2 separate regions of the Mus musculus genome follow, and region 1 is linked to region 2. Evidence: chromatin contacts called from public HiChIP or PLAC-seq data. All regions are on one chromosome and are shown on one strand. Each heading gives the region's core, a stretch centred on a gene start, on an enhancer-like site or on the middle of the called end of the contact. The rest is flanking DNA. Distances are from core to core; before and after follow the strand shown.

Region 1 (3,782 bases), core at 5-2,504, 590 kb after region 2:
CCTGTAGCACACGTTACATACCAACTGTGCTTCCTCCCACTAGTACGTACACTACCAGAGGACACACACTTTAACTTTATTTTTAGCTGTTTGAGACAGGGTCCTGCAAGGGCTGGCCGGATGACCTGGCACTTGCTGTGTAGACCAGGCTTGCCTCAAACTCTTGGCAATGCTCCTGTGTTGGTCTCTCAAATGCTGGCTATGTACCAACACGCCTACCAGGATCATTATTTTCATCCACTTTGTTCATGGCCATGCTACAACAGGACACAGTAGGTGCTTAATGAATATTTATAAAAAAAACATGAAAGAATTTGGCCTTTTTTTTAGACAACTATACTTTGTAACCAACAAACTACCTTAAAACCACAGATAACCCTAATTGCTTACAACTTTTGTTTTCTCTTTAAGACAAGATGTTGGTATGCAGTCCCGTCCTGCTTCAAATGTGAGTATGATTACCAATTTGGGACCAGCATGGGTCTTCTAGTGAGTTTTAAGGCCATCCCAGGCTACAGAGTGAAACCCTACTCAAAAGACCAAGGAAGAGAAAAGCTGTGCGCAGGACGGTGGATGGGGCCTTGAGCACCCATCACTTCTCACCAGCCTGCCACTTTCTAGCTCACCCACGCAGCCCATCCCACCTCCCCATCCTGTATGTTTTTACAAGCCAGAATGAGGGTCAAGTCAGGGCAGCAGCCACGTGCTGAGTGGCAGCTGCAGAAGACCTGCTTTCTAGTCATGCCCACGCAGGTCGCTGGGTCGTTCCTCTGCCTCACGAACCCTCCTCGCGCGGAAAACACGAGTCTGCCCAGGGAGGGGTGGGAACAGCCCGGCCCCAAGGAGAGGCCATTCGCAGGGTCTATGGTTTGGTTTCCCAGTCTTGGCTTCTCGCTGCTCGGCCCCCAGTTCGATCCCCCTCTCCCGGCTCCACTCTAGGCTTCCGATTCGGTTCCTCACTCTCGCCACGGTTCCGGTCCCCACTTGGCCCCTTGTTTGGTTTCCCGCTCTGTCCCTGGCTCGGTCCTCGCTCGGCTCCCGGTTCGGTTCCCCGCTCTCGGCTCCACTCTTGGTTCCTAGTTCGGTTTCCCGCTCCGCTCGGCTCCCGGTTCAGTTTCCCCGCTCAGCCCCCGGTTCTTTTTCCTGATCCGCTCCGGTTCGATCCTCGCTTGACTCCCGCTCTACTCAGCCTTCCTCCACTTACCGCGGCTGCGCTTCGGGGTCTGTCTTAAGGGCCGCGGGCACTTCCTCCGCCCTTCCCGACGCCGGCATGTGCTGCCTTGGCAACCGTCACCAGGGAAACCAGCACGGTCGCGCGCGTCTACGGGGGCCGAGAGAGCCTCTAAAGGTCTGAGCTGAGCGTGCTGAGGGGTCCGGGAAGACCCACAGAACTGCACACACCAGCTGGACATGAGAATGCAAAGTGCCTACGAAGCCTCCACTCTTCCGGAGTGTATTTTATTTAAGGATTTGGGGGGTCTGTTTGTTTTTGTTTTTAAAGGTAGGGTATCATACAGTCCAGACTGGCCTCAAACTCGCTCTGTAGCCATGCATGACCTTGAACTTCTCATCCTCCTGTCCTTATTGAATGCTGGATGACACAGGCTGCACCACCGTGCACAACCGACCTCCAGTGTCTTTGAAAAAGTAGGATGCATATCCTACTGGCCTCCAAGGGTTTTGGAAAGTGGACGGTTTTTATGAAATGTAACATAGTTAACCATATTATCTTTGGAAATACAAAACAAGGCGGGAAGAATGTTGGGTTATGATTGTGATTGGAGTAGGCCAAAATTAATAATGCTAAAACCAAAACCAAACCAAAACAAAACGCTTCCTCCTTTTCAAACAGCGCACAGAACTAAAAGAGGAATGTTGAAAGCGTTTATGGGTCACATCGCAGGATGACAAGACACATCCCTCGCCAGTCAGTCTAGTCCAGTCCAGGAGCTGATTCAAGTTCACCCCAAAACCCTTTTTCAAAAAACAAAAGGTGGAGAGCAGTTGAGGACAAATAATGAAGACAACCTCTGTCTATCCCATGCACATGTGCACCGACACAAACAATTGCACACACCCATACTAAGAAAACCTAGACGTGAAACAACACACAGGCAATTATATCAGTATGGTAGGATTTTAGGTCTTCTTATTTATGAATTTATTTATTTATTTGCATTTTAGAAGATTTTAAAAAACAGTGTGTGTGTGTGTGTGTGTGTGTTTAAGAAAATACTTAAAAAAAAAATCTCCCAGTTTGACATTGCTGTATTTCAGGGACTTGAAGGGAGGCAAACACATAGGAAAAATGAGCTGAGGGAGGCCAGATGCTCTCACTAGCCTTTATAATGTGAAAGTCTCCAGCTATGTTAAACCTGTTTTTCTGCTTCCCATTTACTTAACGTGAGTAGTACATCACTACTTGTGAAGAAGATACAGGGCTGGATACCCACAGCCCTGCATCCACCTGCCCACCCCCTCGCAGTACAGTACAGTGTGTCCAGGTGCACAGCATCTCCTTCATAAAGCTTCTCTCTCTCTAACTCTCTCTCCTTCTTTCTCTCTCTCTCTCTTTGTGTGTGTGTGTGTGTGTGTGCCCATGGAGGCCAGAAGAAGGCATTGGGTCCCCTAGGGTTGGAGTCTGTGATGGTTTGAATATGCTTGGTCCAGGGAGTGGCACTATTAGGGGGTGCAGCCTTGTTGGAATAGGTGTGTCACTGTGGGTGTGGGCTTTAAGACCCTCATCCTAGCTGCTCAGAAGTCATTATTCTGCATGCAGCCTGAGGATGAAGATGTAGAACTCTTAGTTCCTCCTGCACCATGCCTGCCTGGATGCTGCCATGCTCCCACCTTGATGATAATGGATTGAACCTCTGAATCTGTTACTCAGCCCCGATTAAGTGTCCTTATGAGAGTTGTCTTGGTTGTGGTGTCTGTTCACAGCAGTAAAACCCTAAGACAAAGTCACTGGTGGTTGTGAACCTCCTGACGTGGGTCCTCTGGAAGAGGAGGAATTCTTAACTGCTCAGACATGACTCCAGCTGGGCAACTCTTTTTTAGCATAGTTTGGTAAATTTAAACTCTGAAGGGAACCAATCCTTTTCCATCTCGCTTCCCTCCACACCCACTGCATGCTCAGTTTCCCTGGGCCCTTGCTTCCTCTCTGCTTTCTCCTCCCGATGCTCCAGATGTGCTATGTGACCAGAAAGCACAAACCAACAGGTCTTTCTTTTTTATGGTCTTCAGTGGCCTATGTGTTGGGCCGAGGCTGAGAACTGAAAATCTGCATGACTGCCAAGAGGCAGAGTGGATTCAGTAGATAGAACCACAAAGCGGCAGGGTCTTCTCCACACTGCGCATGTGCCATTCACCCACTTCATAATCACGAGGCAGCTGGGTGCTGTGGAGAGAATAGGAGCCAGATGTGCTGATAAGGTCCTCGAAAAGTGCTGCTCCTAGAAGCAAGCCAGGCTTCCCTTAGGATGAGAGCACACCGCATGAGAGGATATAGAATCTCAGCTGGCCTCCTAGGGTATGTATTAGAAAGCTTCAGGCATGAATGTACTGCAATCCCAGCACTTTGGAGGCACAGGTAGGAGGACCACAGATTCAAGTCCAGTCTGGGCGCTACACAGAGTTCCAAGCCAACCTGAGCTACATAAAGAGAGCCTGCCTGTCCTAAGAGACTAAGGACTGGAGAAGTACAGAGAGAAGCTCTGCAGTACAGTGCTTGCCTGTTTTGTATGAGGCCCTGGTTCTATCCCCAGCGCCACACTGTGCAC
Region 2 (3,531 bases), core at 578-3,077:
CAAGTCAGCAGGGGGCGCTGCAGACCAGGAAATGACATCTGACAAACAGCAGCCCAGTTCTGTCTGCTGCAAGAACAGCACTGAGATACAAGAAAAACTTCCTTCCAAAGCCTTTCGAAAACTCCACGGATGCCCTCGTATTTCACCATGAGGAGAAACTGCTGTCACACCTCTGTCAACCTCAGCATTCCATCCTGAGTCTCCAAGATGACACAGATAATCCCTCCCCCACCTCCCCTCCCCCCTCCCCCCCACCATGGTGCACCAGACCTCTCTTCTGGCCCCACAGTCTGCCAAGGATCTACTGAGTAGGTGAGGACACAGCCCCATTCTACAGATGCGAGCACTGAGGCTCAGTGAACGTGATTTCCCTGCGGGTGAGGTAGGGCTGACCTGGGATCCCAACTCTACACTTCTGCATCCCACATAGACTCCTCCCAGAAAACAGTTCCATCATGTGATCAAGCCCCAGCAAGAGGAGCCTAGAGCCTGCAGCTCCCATACATGAGCACCGTGCATGATTGTCCCATCAGTTTCCATAATACCGTGGGGAAACTCCTGCCACCGGAGGAAGACAGAGGTGTCGGAGGCAGGCACAAGATGAAAAACCCAAAGGTGGGCCGATCTCACAATAGACACCCAGAGAAGGGACAGCCTTCCACATTGGGACAACAGGCAGTGGCTGCGAGTGTCTCATGGTTACCGCAGGCTCACTTCGGATGACTTAGGACTGTGCTTATGATGAGGTATCTGGCAATAACTACAAAATCACAAAGAATGTGCTTTAAAATACGAAGGTTACTTACATATCCCAGTTAGGAGCTATCCGCAGGTGCTGGATTAGCAACTGGAACTAGAATTTAAAAAAGAAAAACATCAAAATGTAAGTTTTATTCAGAACAACATCCAAAGCAATCGGTGAATTAGCAGGGAAACTTACACAGCTGGGGTAAGTGAGACTCCCTCCAGGGAGGTGACCACTGACAGACATGGAACCTCAGCCAGTGTGCCAGCAAAATAAACATAAATAAGAAGTAAGAACTGGGGGCTGGAGAGATGGCTCAGGGGTTAAGAGCACTGACTGCTCTTCCAAAGGTCCTGAGTTCAGTTCCCAGCAACCACATGGTGGCTCACAACCATCTGTAATGGGATCCAATGCCCTCTTCTGATGTGTCTGAGGAGAACTACATTGTACTCATATGCATAAAATAAAAAAATAAATAGAAGAAGAAGAAGAAGTGGTAAGAACCGAGCAATGGAGGGGACAGCTTAGCAGGTAAGAGCAGGTGCTACTTCTGCAGAGGATCCAGGTTCAATTCCCAGCACCCACATAGAGGTTTATAAGCACCAATCACCTGTAACTTCAGCTCCAGGGGAACTGACCCCCTCTTTTTGGCATCCAAGAGCACCTGATGTAACATGCACATGTGCACACACACACACACAATTTAAAGATAAAATGAATCCAGCCGGGCATGGTGGTGCACGCCTTTAATCCCAGCCCTCGGGAGGCAGAGGCAGGCGGATTTCTGAGTTCAAGGCCAGCCTGGTCTACAAAGTGAGTTCCAGGACAGCCAGGGCTACACAGAGAAACCCTGTCTCGAAAAACCAAAAAAAAAAAAAAAAAGATAAAATGAATCTTTAAAAAATTAAGAGCAAGATGTTCTCGATTTGTCCTACTAACTACTCTCCCCACCCCCCACAGACACACAGCAACCTTCACAGGGAGGGAACAAAATGAACTGAAACTCCTCCAGGCTGACTTCAGGGGCTCAGCAGAAAGTGCCACAGTCGCAGCTTCCAGCGGCCCGCCTGAGGAAGTGCCATAGTCGCAGCTTCCAGCGGCTGGCCTGAGGAGCTCTGCCGACCCTGGCCAGTCAGTCACCAGTGAGGCCCGCCAAGGAGAACAGGAAGCGAATGCTGTACGGCTTTCTGTCCTTTCACACATCGGAAACCCTCGCATTTGTCCAGGTGGCCTGGAGCAGGAGCCACCCGAGTTTACTCCAGCACAGAGCTCCATCTCCTGATTACAGACAGGTACAATGGCTCCCGGCCAACACTTAACAAAAATGTCCACAGTTCGAAACCACCATCCACACAACTGCTTCAAGGAAGTTGATGATGATTCCAAAACCTTCATGAGAAAATTTTTCATAAAAAAATAAATCACTTTATTCTTTGTAATTAAATCAGATTACGATTGTATCCATCTGGACATGGTGGCACAGACCTATAATCCCAGCAACTTGGGAAGCTGAGGCAGGAGGATCATATGATCAAGATCTAACTAAGCTACAGAACATGTTCAAGGCCTGGGGAACTCAGAGACGGTGGCTCAAAATAAAAACTAGGGTCAGGGATGTGGCTCAGTGGCAGAGCCCTTGCCTGGCCTGGGTAAGGCTCTGGGATCCCCTGTTCTACCACCACACACACACACACACACACACACACACACACACACATACACACACATACACACACACATATATTCACACACACATACACACATACACACACATATACACACATACACACACTAACATGCACACACACACATACACACACACACACACACACACACACATATCCTTGGTCTATTGTTTTTATTGCCTGTTCTGTTCTACTACTGAGCTGATCATCACTCGGCCCCAAGCTCTTGTTCACATGTCTTTGAAATACAGAGGCCAACCACACAGAGTAGGTGGTGGGGCCCTGGGAGGCCCATCTACCCTGCAGTACCTACCAGCGGGGAGTGAAGCAGCCTGGTGGCCACCTCCTTGTGCGTGGCCACCACACACAGGTAGCACAGGAGGTTCAGCTTGGCCCGCAGCGCCCCTGTGCTCTTCTCGCTGGAGTCGATCTGGGAGCACACCTGCTGCAGGAAGTCATTCCAGTCTTGGTCCTTGAGGACCAGCAACTTCTCCACTGTGGAGGGAAGGAAGCAGAGGGAGCACGTGTGAGGTGGAGAGGGCTGAGCAGACATCCAGTGAGAAGCAGAGGAACAGAGAACTCAGGGCCGGGATGAGGAGGAAACACTACATGACAGTTAACAAAAAGGCACCCCACCTCGGCTCTGAGGCGATGCGCTACTTGGCTGGCCTCTACCCAGGGAGACATAACCATGTCAGTGAACAACTGCTACAATAAGAACAGTAATGACAATGACCATAATAATAATCTTTTCGGGTCAAGAGCTGGGGAGACAGGGAGCCTTGCAAGCATGAGGACGTGAGTCTGAAGCCACACATGCAATCCTGACCCTCAGCAAGTGACGGCTGAGGCTTCCTGGGGCTCCGTGGCCAGCCAGTCTAGTCTAGTCAATGAGCTCAGATCAAGGGACCTCCCTCTGAAGAGATAGACAGTGTGTCTAAGGATAACACTGGGGCCATGCTCTGACACACATGCTCACACTTGCATGTGTACAGATCCAACCACATACAGCTACATCCACTCACATCTACACACACTTTTACAAGTCTGGTAAAATGACTGTTAGACACATCCAGGTCGGTAGGGTGGCTGGCAAAACCT

What was found. HiChIP or PLAC-seq counts read pairs in DNA pulled down with a chosen protein or histone mark.
Region 1: an H3K27ac HiChIP or PLAC-seq map of microglia shows a contact between it and region 2, with 4 times the contacts expected there. The contact joins the promoter of Ccdc13 here to the enhancer-like site in region 2. A contact is called at or near these places in 1 of 15 datasets of contacts at CTCF or cohesin (large pre-B cells), 4 of 484 Hi-C or Micro-C datasets (B cells, the P5424 cell line, cortical neurons and 1 more) and 3 of 115 datasets of contacts at active chromatin or transcription factors (bone marrow-derived dendritic cells, bone marrow-derived macrophages and microglia).

What each region holds. Positions count from the first base shown.
Region 1 is chr9:121,838,207-121,841,988 of GRCm38.p6, forward strand. Ccdc13 (coiled-coil domain containing 13) reads right to left here and starts at 1,255. Exons shown (of 16, transcript NM_028384.1): 1 at 1,205-1,255.
Region 2 is chr9:121,248,119-121,251,649 of GRCm38.p6, forward strand. Ulk4 (unc-51-like kinase 4) reads right to left here. Exons shown (of 37, transcript NM_177589.3): 15 at 2,744-2,925; 16 at 807-853. Among named protein-coding and RNA genes, the nearest start is that of Gm34735, 20 kb to the right of the region's middle. Within about 2 kb of position 1,828, at least 16 of the 459 cell types and tissues checked have an H3K27ac peak or open chromatin away from gene starts, as enhancers often do. A contact at or near this core is called in bone marrow-derived macrophages and microglia, where this site is marked.